2 separate regions of the Gossypium hirsutum genome follow, and region 1 is linked to region 2. The links are chromatin contacts, called in public Hi-C maps. All regions are on one chromosome and are shown on one strand. The core of a region is the stretch at or near the end of the contact, and the rest is flanking DNA. Distances in the headings are between cores, read along the strand shown.

The links. Hi-C and Micro-C count contacts between places; a contact is called where the count stands out from the background.
Region 1: a Hi-C map of leaf shows a contact between it and region 2, with 2.4 times the contacts expected there. The contact joins the promoter of LOC121202948 here to the promoter of LOC107901694 in region 2. A contact is called at or near these places in 4 of 34 Hi-C or Micro-C datasets (anther, leaf, petal and 1 more).

What each region holds. Positions count from the first base shown.
Region 1 is chrD06:34,325,373-34,328,202 of Gossypium_hirsutum_v2.1, forward strand. LOC121202948 (DUF724 domain-containing protein 7) reads left to right here and starts at 1,302. Exons shown (of 4, transcript XR_005914641.1): 1 at 1,302-1,848; 2 at 1,955-2,104.
Region 2 is chrD06:34,152,045-34,154,962 of Gossypium_hirsutum_v2.1, forward strand. It overlaps LOC107901694 (zinc finger BED domain-containing protein DAYSLEEPER), which reads left to right and starts at 1,351. Exons shown (of 2, transcript XM_016827781.2): 1 at 1,351-1,799.

The DNA.
Region 1 (2,830 bases), core at 52-2,551, 170 kb after region 2:
CCATCCCGACTAATCCTTTTTACAATATATATCTAGTTTTCCCTTAATGGAACTTGACAAGTGTCAATGATGTCTAGAATTTGTCTCAAAAAATGGTTTGCAAGATTTGAGAGAAACATAAATGATAATCCTACACAATGATGTTTGACCAGTCAATCTAGTTGGTTCCCAACCAGATTACTTTACAAACCCATTCAACATAATGCTCAGGTAATTTGGGCATACCCTACTTTTGGCGGTAACCTCACCAGGCTTACTCTTTACTTATCATATAATTTTCTTAAACAACAGAATAACCTGTGACAGAATCCTTAATCATTTCTGCGGTAAACTCCAGACTCTAACACGCCCGAAGACTGTTGATTAGCGGGTTACACTGTGCCAAATAGATAACTTCTCAACTATACGCATTCATATTGGGTTTTTTAGGTTTGGGGTTTAACACTACATGCAGCTAGCTTTTGAGACTTTGTGACTTATGCTTGAGAGAAGTTGATTTTTGGTTTTGTGTATGTGCATCTTGGATTTAGTTTTGGAGTGGATTATAAATTCGAAATGGGATGAAACGTGTCATACATACGTAAAAGGTTGTCAGCTATGGTGAGTTGTGATCAATAGGAATTCAAATTCCTAAGACATGTGTGTGCTTATGTTAAGAAAACTTGGAACTTATGAAGGGAACAACTAGCATTTTGCTTTAAGGTTAAATTGAGTTAAGGTCATAAATGTTTAAAAAGAGATAAGCTTTGATCACTAATGATTACCTCAATGATCCATTAGTGTTGTAGAGTTAATAAGATTTGGAGAGTAGGATCGAGAGGTTTTTCTTCAGTTCAAAACTAAATAAGGGTATAAGAACTCTTTTAAAACATTCATTGAGCTTGATGCCTTCGGATAGTCAACATTCTTTACAAGAAAGACAAATTATTAAACTCATTAAAAAATTAAATATTAAGTTTTTGTTATTTAATTTTACTATTTTAGTTTTTAAATAATTAATCTAAATTTCTTGGGGGAGAAATTTTATTTTTCAAATGTAGACAATTTTGACTTGGTAAACTTAATAACTAATATTGATTAAAGGAGGTCAAAAACCAAATAAAAGAAAAGGCAGTTCAAGTCCAATAATAATATTTTGGTTTTAAAGTAATTCTTTGATGTAACCGAACCGGCAAGGAAACTTCTTCCTTCTTTAGTACTCTTAACCGCCTAACCTAACGCCCAATCCACTCTCGTCCTCACCGTCAGATCATTTCCCTCGCTCATTTAACCGTTCGATCATCAACAACTTTTTCTAATCCATCTAAGAAATCCCTACCCCCCTTATTTAATTCCCATTTCAACGCCTTATTCCTAAAATTTTCCATTTTCCAGTTTCCACAATATTTTCCCTTCAACAATTCCATTTTCGTTTTTTTTTTCATCGATTCAAATCTGATTATCATCATGAGATTCAAGAAAGGTAGCAAAGTTGAGGTATTGACCAAGGAGGAGGTTCCAACCGGCGCATGGCGTTGTGCTGAGATTATCTCGGGCAACGGCCATACGTATAGTGTGAAGTACGGTTGGTTTCCGATCACTGGCGAGGCGGCAGCGGTGGAAAGAGTCTCTAGGAAAGCGATTAGGCCTTGCCCTCCTCCTATGAACGGGAAAAATAATTGTGCTTCTGGTGATATCGTAGAGGTGTTCGATGACTTATCCTGGAAACCGGCGGTGATTGTTAAGGTTCTTGGTGGAAACAACTTTTCCGTTAGGATTCTTGGGTCGAGTAGCGAACTCAAAGCGCATCAATCTCGATTGCGTATTCGGCAGTCTTGGGAAGATGGCAATTGGTTCCTCGTTGGAAAGGTAAATCCTTTCGATTCTTTTTCTAAACGATAATTTTAATATTTCTCTTCATTTTTTTTGTTATACGTTAACTGATTCTTACCTTAATTATTATTTTCTACTTCAGGGTTCATCAAATTCCACTGGGCCGCAGAAAAGGAAAAGATCTTCGCTTGGCTTCTCATATATTGGTGCGCAAAAGAAGAGGGTGTTGGAGGAAGGTAGTAATGGTGTTCAAAGAATAATAATTCGGCTTCCTTCGCCTGCCTCTGAAAAGGTAGATGGATTTGATTCCCCAAATAATATGCTGGGTGAAAGATGTATGCCTTCTTCCTTTAATAGAATTGATGATACCCTGAGTTGTGCCTCCTCTGTTGGTAGTTGTAGTGGTTTAGGGACTTACGGTCTTAATTTGTCTAATTTTGTAACTAGCGCTTGTGAAAACTTAGAGGAGGATTGTCGAAGTGATGCTGACTCTAAACCTGAAGTGAGTTGTCAAGAAGAAGGAAGTTATGTTTCCACTAGTGTGGAATTGGGGTATGACTTCCATAGGTCTGAACTACATGCCTATCAGAAAGCTCTAGGGGCATTGCATGCTTCTGGGCCTTTGACTTGGGATGAAGAAGAAAAGGTGACAAATTTACGCCTTACTCTTAATATTTCAAATGATGAACATTTGATGGAGCTAAGAAAGTTGAGAGATAACAATAATAGGCTTTTTATTAGCTGTTTCTAGATTGGAAGAATTCCTTTCATACATGGTAGTCTTGGTGTTATGTTTGCTCCAATGGTGCAGATAATTGTAAAGATACTTTTCAATTTTGTAATTGCTTTAATAGTTTTTTCTCCTACCTACATGATTGAAGCTTTTTTCTTTATGTAAATTTTTTCCTTTCTTTTCATTATAATCTTTTGTAGATGTGACATATTGTTCATGCACTTAAATTTCAGCACAGGAAAATATAATTTGCCTTAGTGAAACTGTTGAGAAACATTAATATGC
Region 2 (2,918 bases), core at 101-2,600:
GACCCACCCCCTCCCGGGCAACCACCACTCTCGTCACTCGTCCATCCGGCCTCTCTGACTCTCTGACTCTCTCAACCTCTCTTCACTCTTTAGTCTCCAATCTCCCTCCACCTTCCGGCTTTCAGCCTCCAGTTCACCCGCCTTTAGCCGTCTGCTTCTTCGACGACCGTCCCTGCTGAAAAATGAGAAAGTCAGAAAGACAGGTTTGGTGGTAAAGGACAAATGAGAATTGAAAAGAGTTAACGATAATAATTTTTTAGGTTTTCGTACTTTATGACAACCCGAGACCCACCCCCTCCCGGGCAACCACCACTCTCGTCACTCGTCCATCCGGCCTCTCTGACTCTCTGACTCTCTCAACCTCTCTTCACTCTTTAGTCTCCAATCTTCCTCCACCTTCCGGCTTTCAGCCTCCAGTTCACCCGCCTTTAGCCGTCTGCTTCTTCGACGACCGTCCCTGCTGAAAAATGAGAAAGTCAGAAAGACAGGTTTGGTGGTAAAGGACAAATGAGAATTGAAAAGAGTTAACGATAATAATTTTTTAGGTTTTCGTACTTTATGTTGGGTATGGCCTATGACTTAAAGTCGGTGGGCTGATTTAAATTAAACTTCAAAGCCTAGCCCAAAGTTTATTTGAGGTTTTTTTTTTTAAATTTTAAATTATTATTTTATATTATTAAATAATAAATCAATTAAACTAAAAATAGATGGTCTGATAAATTCGATTATTAATCCAATTTTGAAAATATTGATTTACTTACCACTTCATCATTTTAATGAACGACTAACCAAAACGTTACAAATCGAAAACATGTATCATCATATTATAATTTAACTTTTTCTATAGTTAAAATTTGTTGATTGTTTTGAATGGTTAAATGTGTAATTTATTATAAATAAGATGCATGAGATAGCACTATAATATTTAAATAAAAATTTATGGATATTGAATGAATTATTGGTGGATTCGATTGTTGAATTCTTTATTTTTAGTTATTTACTTTAAAATTTTAATTAGAAAACGTGATTGTAATAAATATATTTTTTATCATTTCCTAATTACGTTCAGTCGGGAGTGTTATAACCGTATATAGATAGATAAATATACATTGATGAATGATGATTAGACTAAGGTTCGGTCTATCTAAAAAGTTTAATTTAGATTTTTGAATTTTCTGAGAAAATTAAAATATAATTGTTTAACCTACCCGTGAGTCATGAGAACCGTAAGCCGAGATGAAACGGTAAAAGGAACGGTCAAGATTAAACCAAGTGGGTGGCTGATGAAAAATACTATGGAACCGCCTTCACAGAATGAATGAAAAAAGAAAAATTAAATTTGGACCTTGAGAGAGTCAGTCAGTCCATATCCAATTACGATTTTTTCTCTTTTTCTTTTCTCATAAATGCCCCTTTCGCCCCCCCCTCGCTCTCATTCAAAAGGCCTAAACTCGAGGTCTTTTTGATTATATATAGTTTTAGCCCTAGCTACCCCAGCTCAGGTCCAATTCCAATTTAGGGTTTTGTTTTTCTCTCCCTCGCTCGAACAGCGAACAAACAAACAAACAAAAGCTTTAAGCTTCAAAGCTCTGAACCTTTTTTTGCCTTTGGGTGCTTCAGCCCAATTAACCGACTTTGTTCTCCTCCTTCATCTTCCTCCTTTGCGCTTACCTCTGTTACCGGAAATTCAAATATATTATTATTTTAATTCCTTCGGTTTCCGGGAGAAAACAAGCCTCTAAATCCGTGAAACTGTTGTTTTGGATCTGCTTTCAGGGTTTTGTTGGTGATACAACGAGGTATCAACTATTTTTTTAATCCTTGATTTATATGTTAGGTTTTGTTTCTTTATGTCTAATTTTGCACTTTTAGAGTTTGTTTTAGTTTTTTGGATCTGGGATTTATTGAGTATTTCTTTTTGTGAGGCTTTTTTTTTTAAAATTTATTCTTGGTGTTAATCAAAATTATGTTTCTTGGTGGTTTTTATATTTGGCTTATGTTTTGCTTCATGTGCATCTTCTAATCAGTTTTTCGCCTTTTTTTTTCCACGTAATTTATTTCACTGTAATTGCTTCTTATGGGCTTCTTAGTGTGTGAGACTGATAGTTATTTCCTTGTTTGTGTTGCAATGGGAAAATTTTTTCTTGGTAGAACTCATCGGATGAGTGTGGTAGGATTTATTTTTCTCGTTACATCCTCTGAGAAACAGTCGTTTTCTGTTACCTGTTTTCGTGGGTTCTCGTTTCTCAATTTATAAATGGTCAAACGACGGTTTTTTCCAGCACAAAGTCCATGTGGAAGGTAGAGATTTGGTTTTTATTGGACTGAGTGGTAAGGAGTTCAGCGTTCCTTAATTTCGATCTTGTGTGGAGAAAGTAGGTGCTAACAAAGGTTTCCTCCCATTTAGGTGCTCCAGAATAGGTTGATACTGGGGGTCTTAGGCAATAAATACATAAATAAGAGATTTGGTTTTTGTGTCTTTGGGTTGGGGACCTGTGGATTTTCACTTCAGCTGAAGGCACTTTAGTCAAGTTGCTTATGCATATCCACTGGGCTTTTTGGTCCGTAATGATAAGGTTAGCTCATCAATCTGGGCATGCCCACATTTTTAGGTATATAAAAGCTGGGTTTGATCCTGCCAATTAGCAAGATATATGGGAGCAGTGGTTTTTATTTTTTGGTTTATTTAAGTTGTCTTTCATGTCCAGATGTGGGAATAAACTGGTCTTTAGACTTTGCAGCTTTGAGTTACCAAGTCTAGTTGACGTGTTTATCAAATTCCAACTATTATTTTTCTGGCTAAAACGCATCTGCTTTGTTTACCGTAGACTCTTGAAGGCTTTTTGAATTCTAGGCTTGGCTTAGAATCATTTCAAGTTTGTCTTTTAACCTGAATGCTGTAGTTTTAATGTTCACTG